2 separate regions of the Sus scrofa genome follow, and region 1 is linked to region 2. A link is a contact called in public HiChIP or PLAC-seq data. All regions are on one chromosome and are shown on one strand. Each heading gives the region's core, a stretch centred on a gene start, on an enhancer-like site or on the middle of the called end of the contact. The rest is flanking DNA. Distances are from core to core; before and after follow the strand shown. Region 1 has its middle 120 kb from the start of BCAT1. Region 2 has its middle 27 kb from the start of BCAT1.

The links. HiChIP or PLAC-seq counts read pairs in DNA pulled down with a chosen protein or histone mark.
Region 1: an H3K27ac HiChIP or PLAC-seq map of alveolar macrophages shows a contact between it and region 2. The contact joins two enhancer-like sites. A contact is called at or near these places in 1 of 47 Hi-C or Micro-C datasets (embryonic fibroblasts) and 1 of 2 datasets of contacts at active chromatin or transcription factors (alveolar macrophages).

What each region holds. Positions count from the first base shown.
Region 1 is chr5:48,936,700-48,940,464 of Sscrofa11.1, reverse strand. No RefSeq gene overlaps it. Among named protein-coding and RNA genes, the nearest start is that of BCAT1, 120 kb to the right of the region's middle. Within about 2 kb of position 1,989, at least 7 of the 83 cell types and tissues checked have an H3K27ac peak or open chromatin away from gene starts, as enhancers often do. A contact at or near this core is called in alveolar macrophages, where this site is marked.
Region 2 is chr5:48,785,161-48,789,131 of Sscrofa11.1, reverse strand. No RefSeq gene overlaps it. Among named protein-coding and RNA genes, the nearest start is that of BCAT1, 27 kb to the left of the region's middle. Within about 2 kb of position 2,626, at least 2 of the 83 cell types and tissues checked have an H3K27ac peak or open chromatin away from gene starts, as enhancers often do. A contact at or near this core is called in alveolar macrophages, where this site is marked.

The DNA.
Region 1 (3,765 bases), core at 740-3,239, 150 kb before region 2:
CCTCAGCGGCTGAGCAGAATGAGGGCAGTCAATGGAAAGTGTCTGTAATTCCCATCCATTCCTGGGCCCTCTGGAATTTGAACTTATGTTGACTGCATTGTCACTTGAACAGTAAATCTTAACTGTCAAAATATTCTTCAAGGCCGAGAGAGGACTTCAACATGGTCTCTTCAAATCTCTTTTCCATACTCTTTTTTGGCAGCTCTGAAAGAAAATGTTGCTACTGCATTCAAAATTATTGTTTTTAGGATTTTGTGGAAATTCACAAAGGGAATATTTTATTTCACTTTTTTTTTTTTTTTTTTTTTTTTTGGTCTTTTTATGGCCTCACCCGCAGCATATGGAAGTTCCCAGGCTAGGGGTCCAATCAGAGCTGCAGCTGCTGGCCTATACCAGAGCCACAGCAATTTGGGATCCAAGCCACCTCTGTGACCTACACCGCAGCTCACCGCAATGCTGGATCCTTAACCGACTGAGTGAGGCCAGGGATCGAACCCACATCATTATGGGTACTAGTCAGGTTTTTAACCCGCTGCGCCACAATGGACACTCTCATTTCATCTTTACCACAAGCAGAAATACTTATTTCTGATGGAAATAATAATAGACATGGGTATCATGGAAAAATATCATCTAAACTTTTAGATTAGGAAATCCGTCCTGTACCTCCAGAGTACTGCACACTTAGATCCATCAGGAAAATTGCCAGGGACTACCACTGTGGAATTTATCCCTTTGACAAACGTGCTATGCTCCCAGGCAAATTGTACCTCTACATGTTATTGTGTAAAACTGGAGAGATAAATTAATCTTAGCAGCTACTTGGAGGAAGATTATCTGAACATGCCTTACCCTCCTCCGCCCTGAATCAAAATCCAATATTAACTTGTAATCTTTTTCATTTTGCTTTGGTAATTGCACCCTTTGAAGACAATCTATGAATATGCATATGGACCTTAGGCACTTTAATTGCCATTTTGTCCAATTAACAGATAGTTAAAAATGCTTTGTGTGAGTACCTTCCCCCTTCCTTTCGTCACCAAAGAGTGAGCACTCCCGGTAAGGATGAAGGGCAGGAAGCTGTCCGCATCAATGGCAGATGTCAGAGGTGTCAAAAGCGAACACAGCCAACTTCTTCCATTCTGACTTTGTCACTTGACCCTCTAGGTTTGGCTTTTAATGATCAGCTCTTCTCCTTTAACTCATTAACCAGGTCTTGTGGAACTAGTCATGAGATGTTCCCAAAGTTTCAAAATGTTGCTAGAGTCATTTTCATGTGGAGTGTCTTGGGCAGATATTTTCAGGCAAATGAGGAGCAAATCATACCTTTGGCTAAGTTGGTGGTGAGATCCATCTACACTGCAACCCAGCCTTTCTCACATTCCATCAATAGGAGGAGAAGGGCATACCTAGCCTCAAGAAAAGGAAGCTGATTTCATAGAATAGTCAAATAAATACATTTTAAGGGATTTCTTTTTCTTATAACAACGAAAATGAGGAGTTCCTATGGTTAGCAAACCCAACTAGTATCCATAGGGATGTGGGTTCAATCCCTGGCCTCACTCAGTGGGTTGGATATCTGGTGTTTCTGTGAGCCGTGGCATAAGTCGCAGACATGGCTTGGATCTGGTGTTGCTGTGGCTGTGGTGTAGGCCAGTGGCTGCAGTACTAATTGGACTCCTAGACTGGGAACCTTAATATGCTGTGAGTATGGCCCTAAAAAGATAGAAAGAGAGAGAGAAAGAAAGAACGAAAGAAAGAAAGAAAGACAGGCAGACAGACAAAGATGATTATCAAGTTAACTTATGATAATGAACCACCCTTAAATTGTAATGACTCCATATGGGTTTATTTCTCAGTCGTGAAATACATTGTCCAACAGGGGTCAGCAGAAGAATCTTCTTCATTTAGTCTCTCAGGGCCCAGGGTGACAGAGGCTTTGTGCTAACTCATGACCCCATCATCACTGAAGCAGGGAAAGGAAGTGTGCACTCAGCACCACCAATGAAATTTTTCCACACGGAAGTGAAACCTGTCACCTCCCCTCATATTTCATTGGCTGCAGCAAGTCACTGGCCAACCTTAACTTCAAGGGAGCAGGAAATTGCAATCTTAACAGGGACCCCAAAGGGGGAAAACCAAAATATTTGTGAGTAGCTCTAATTATTACCACACTGCTTGTTCCCTGTGACTGACTCATAGGAGTTTAATAATACAACATAGTTTGATGAAGTTTGAGAATTCAGCATTGAGTGTTTTGACTCAGTGTGGGTGACCCTGAAGGTCCATGAGATGTTCTAATGCAGGAGGCAGCTATTTACCTAATGAGTAAGCTCTGTTGTTCCTCACTTGTCACACTCACTCTGATTCATGGAAGGTGATAAAAACTGTATCTCTTATAAGTACAGTTGTCTCTAATGAAAACTTGTTATTGTTTTAGGAACCAAGAAAGGCTTTGTCTTCCATTGAAGAGTTGGCATGCTTCCAGTTGTAAATTAATTAGAATCTGTTGACTCTGAAGAGAACTAGCTTATAAACTTTGAATTAGCCTCAAGAGTTGACCTGTTTTTATCTGCCTTTAACCTTGTTTTCTCCGTTTGTAATTAATTGTAAAACAATGGTATTATATTTGTCCTTATATAAACCCTCAAGCCCTTTTGTGAAAAAGATGGAGAATGAATAAAGAATTGGAGTCAGAGTTCCTGTTGTGGCTCAGTGGTAATGAACCTGACTAGTATCTATGAAGATGTGGGTTCGATCCCTGGCCCTGCTCAGTGGGTTAAGGATCTGGCGATACTGTGAACTGTGAGCTGAAGGTCACAGATGCAGCTTAGACCTTGGATAGCTATGGCTGTGATGTAGACCAGCAACTACAGCTCTGATTCAGCCCCTAGCCTGGGACTTGCATATGCTGCATATGGCTACTTGCATATGGTAACGACTGAGGGAAATGGGTGAAGGATATATGGGGCTCTTGTGAGTTATTTCTTACAGCTGCACGTGAGTCTACATTTATCTCAAAGTTAAAAAAATTTTTTTTTTTAAATTTCAAGAGCCTCCCAAAGATGGTTGACTGCTAGTGCTGGTGTTTTAAGTCTTTTTAAAGAATTTGAAAATGTCAAGATTCTCTTTCAAACTAATTGTTTAATGAAGAGATATCCAATTTTCTATGTGGCAGAAGTCATTGTAGCAAAGACTCGGAACAAGAGTCAAGAAATATTTCCATGAATTACTAAAAAAAATAAAAAAAGAAGTTCCCATCGTGGCACAGTGGAAATGAATCTGACTAGGAACCATGGGGCTTTGGGTTTGATCCCTGGCCTGGCTCAGCAGGTTAAGGATCCGGCATTGCTGTGAGCTGCGGTATAGTTTGCAGACATGGCTCAGATCTGGCATTGCTGTGGCTGTGGCTGTGGTGTAGGCTGGCAGCAACAGCTCCAGTTAAACCCCTAGCCTGGGACCCTCCATATGTTGTGGGTGAGGCCCTAAAAAAGACCAAAAAAAAAAAAAAAAAAAGAAAAGACAAATAAAAATAAATAAAAAAGGCACAAAATTCATACATAAAGGGAGTCCTTTGACTTTTTCTTTCCTTTCCTTCCTCCTCCTCTGCCTCCTTCCCTTTTCTGCCTTCCTTCCTTCTTTCCCTTCTCTTTTTTTCTTTTAAATGATACAATGAAATCCCTTCTATAACTAAAGACTATGGTAAGCAACTGGTAAATAAGACAGAAAAGCTCTCTGTCCATATAGTGCTTATGTTTAAAGAAG
Region 2 (3,971 bases), core at 1,377-3,876:
ACTTCCATTGTTAATAATTTGGGTATAACTTTTCAGGCTTTTCCCCTCTTCTATCTATATATTTGAGATCCTAGTATATACAATTTGCTTTTATTTATTTAAACCTTCATTTTAAAATTTAAAGACGATTTTTGTATTATTCTCAGTTTTGTGTGTCCCCTGCCTTAGGTGTATTTGAGAATTAATGGAAGATCAGCCCCTCAGATCTCTGTGCAGCAGAAATGCCATCACAGCCTTTTGAGCTGCCAACGAGCTTTATTAAGTCAACAAAACACTTTCTCAGCTTTGAGCCGCTGTGCAGTGGGATTCAACACAGACATTCCACTTGTCTGGATTTTCCATTTTGAGACTTGTGTAAGTTAGAAAAATATGTAAGTCCTACCATTTTCTTTTTATTATTTCCTTTATTTATGCTTTTACTTACAGCCATATTTTCTAAAATAAGAGGTTTTCATAGATATAGGACTTTGGACTTACAGAAAATCTAAGAGGATGGTGTTATAAAATGTGTAATTAAAAACACTTCAGTGCAGTTGGCATAATATTACGTACATGCCAATTAGCTTAAGCTACATTTCCAGGGGTGACCAGCTGACTTGCTCTCCACCATATACTCCAGGGGTGTTATCTAACTCTGTACAGAAAAAGCCAGCTCTCTGCATCAACCTTGGCAAATTAGCATATTGGGTGTTAAATATATGGGGTTTTATCACCAAAACTCATGTCTATTTAGTAAGAGGGTAGACGTTAGAGGCTGGTTCTCACTGGTGAAGGTAATACTCTCTATATATGCACAGGCAAAATAATTTAGGGACTCTCTCCAAATCAGCTCACAGTTGATGGGACATAGTCTGTCCCTAGTAGTCCCAGCCTTTGTGTAATCTCTTATCCTAAGTGTGGGCCAGATTTACTGATTTGATTGTAATGAATAGAATATGGCAGGAGTTGAATAGAAGACTTGCAGCTGCATCTTCTATTTTACCCCATAGCCTCGGAACTTCCACACACCATGGGTATGGCCATAAGAAGAAAAAGAAGAATATGGCAACATGATGAGATATCCCTTCCAAAATTAGGCCACAGCTCCAATTCCATCCCTAGCCTGAGAACTTCCATATGCTGCAGGCATAGCCCTCAAAAGACAAAAATAAATAAATAAGTAAATAAAAAACTTTGATATTCTTGGTGTGTGTGTGTAAATTCTTCATTTTCTCTCTTTCTCTTGAATCAGTGACTGGGCGGGGGGAGCCATTCGCCAAGTTGTGAGGCAGCCGTGCTGGGAAGCCCTTGTGGTGAGGGTTCAAGGTCTGCCAATGATCACGGGAGTGACCTTGGAAGTATAACCACCAAGCCAAACAGTCCCAGATTCCTAACCCATACAAACTGTGAGGTAATTACCTGTTTATCGATCTGGGCCTCTACATCTCAGGGTCATTTGCTTCCCAGCAATAGATAATAAAGATGGAGAAGCTGAGAGAAACTCCTGGGGGTCTGATGTATTTGGGGTGATTATAGAGCTAGCACGTGGAGCACCTGCACTGTGCTAGGCTGTGTTCTGTGTATTTTCCATATAGAAATTCACTCCATCCTCACTTTGCTGCTGTGGTTACCACCATGGTACAGACAAAGAAACTGCCATGGAGAGGTTAAGCCACCTGTTCAAGAGGCAGAGTTCAGAGGAAAACTCGCAATCCAGATCTTGAGTCGAGGCTCTTAATTGTGATGCTGTACAGCTCCTCTTGTGGTTAATTATAGTGGAAAGAGAGAAGCGAGTTTGGTTGGAAGGCCATTATAGGCAGGAGTGGAGGGGTACATGAACAGAAACAGAAAGTTGGAAAGGCTCACCGAAGGCTGAATTTGACTTTATTAAGCCTACATCACAGGCATGAAATTACCCACCCCTTTCTCCCACTAAGAGTAACTAGCAGACGAGGAGGAAATCTGCGTCTTTTTTTTCTTTTCTTTTTCTTTTTAGGGGTGAACCAGCAGCATATGAAAGTTCCCAGGTTAGGGGTTGAATCAGACCTACAGCTGCCAGACTACACCACAGCCACAGCAATGCCAGATCTGAGCCATATCTGCGAATGACACCACAGCTCAAGACAATGCCGGACCCTTAACGTGCTGAGTGAGGCCATGGATTGAACCTGCATCCTCATGGATACTCGTTGGATTCATTTCCGCTGCACCACAATGGGAACTCCTGGAAATCTGCCTGTTTTGGGAATGGCAGCATTTTTCAAGTAATGCAGAAAGCCCAAGTAATAAGATAGATGTGACCATCAGTGCTGTTTTGTGATAATGTCTGTTTGCTCAAATAAGTTAACTGACCATCCCAACTGACTCACTCAGAGGAAATAAATTCATCCACAGATTGATCCATGTATCCTTTGCCCAAGATAAAATACATTGTGGTGATTTTTCACAAAAAATGAAAGTCCTAGGCTGTTGTTTTTTGGCCCCTCATTGGGCAAGTAGTTCTAAACAGTCTTAAGAAATCCTGTACATTCCCCCCAAACTGTTTTCACTTTCTCTCTTGGATGGCTTCAACTTAACTTTATTCACACTCTTTTCTTTTTCTGGTCACACCCACAGCATGCCGAAGTTCCCAGGCCAGATTGAGCCCTCGCCACAGCAGTGACCCTCGCCACATCAGTGACAAAGCCAGATTCTTAACCCACTGAGCCATCAGGGAACTCCCGTTTTGCTTCCTTTTTCCTCCTTTCCTCAGTGACTTTCATGCACCCGAAACTGGCACTTAAAACGGTGCAAAGTGTGTTTCAGCAGAGCCTTCGTTATACTTCATGCTGCTGGTCCTGTCCCTGAAGAGGACACCAAGAAATCCCCAGCATCTGTACAAAGAGGACTGTCTGATCTGATTGGTAAAAAAAAAAAAAAAAAAAAAAAAAAAAAAAAAAAAAAATAATCCCCAGCATGCTTTGCTTGTTGCTGATAAAAATGCTTTGTTGTAGTTCCAGTTGTGGTGCAGTGGAAACGAATCGACTAGTAACCATGAGGTTGCAGGTTGGATCCCTGGCCTTGCTCAGTGCGTTATAAAGATCTGACATTGCTGTGGCTGTGGTGTAGGCCGGCAGCTGTAGCTCTGATTCAACCGCTAGCCTGGAAACCTCCATATGCCTTGGGTGTGGCCCTAAAAAGCAAAAAAAAAAAAAAAACCAAACAAAAAAAACCCCACAAAATGCTTTGTTGAATATGTAACAGCAATATGACATAAAAATCAAGGATGCCACTAAAATGTTTTATCAAAATCAAACATTTAATTGCCTCTGTTGGAACAACAAAAGAGAAAATTAATGAGCTCTCCATCCATTTTTTAAAAATAGTAAAAGGAGGGCAAAATAAATATAGACAGTGGTAAGAAAACAAAGTGAAATGAGAAAGTAATGTAACACGCAATACAGAGTATTAACAATACTTAAAATTGTTTTTATAAAAAGTGGTAATTTTAAAAAATTATCTTGTAAATAGACATAAAAGAGGGAAAGAAGGCAAATGCATAAATGTCACAAGTCATATAATGGTAATAATAAACATTATAGACTATTTATGCCCATAAACTTGAAATCTAAACAATAACAACAAAATGCTGGGAAATGAAGCCTGGTTGAGAATTTTAAAGAAGGCGTGAGAATTGACAACTCCCTTTTATGTCCTACTGCGGTGCTGACATTTATCAGGATCATTCAGTCCTGTCACACTTTCACACCTGGTTGCTGATTTTCAAGAATAGAAATTCTTGTCTGAGAAAATTCCTTTTTCCCATCAACACCAGGCTGAGTCTGTTGCTTTGGGTATGTGGGGAATGCCTAGGTTTTACGTAGAGTGATTTATTATTCAATTCTGTGTGCTAGTTACTTTGTGAGTACTTTTATGGGGGAAAAGTCATGGTGAGAAGGTGATTGCATTTTGCATGACATAAAAACAAAAAAATGGATGGAATATTTATGTAA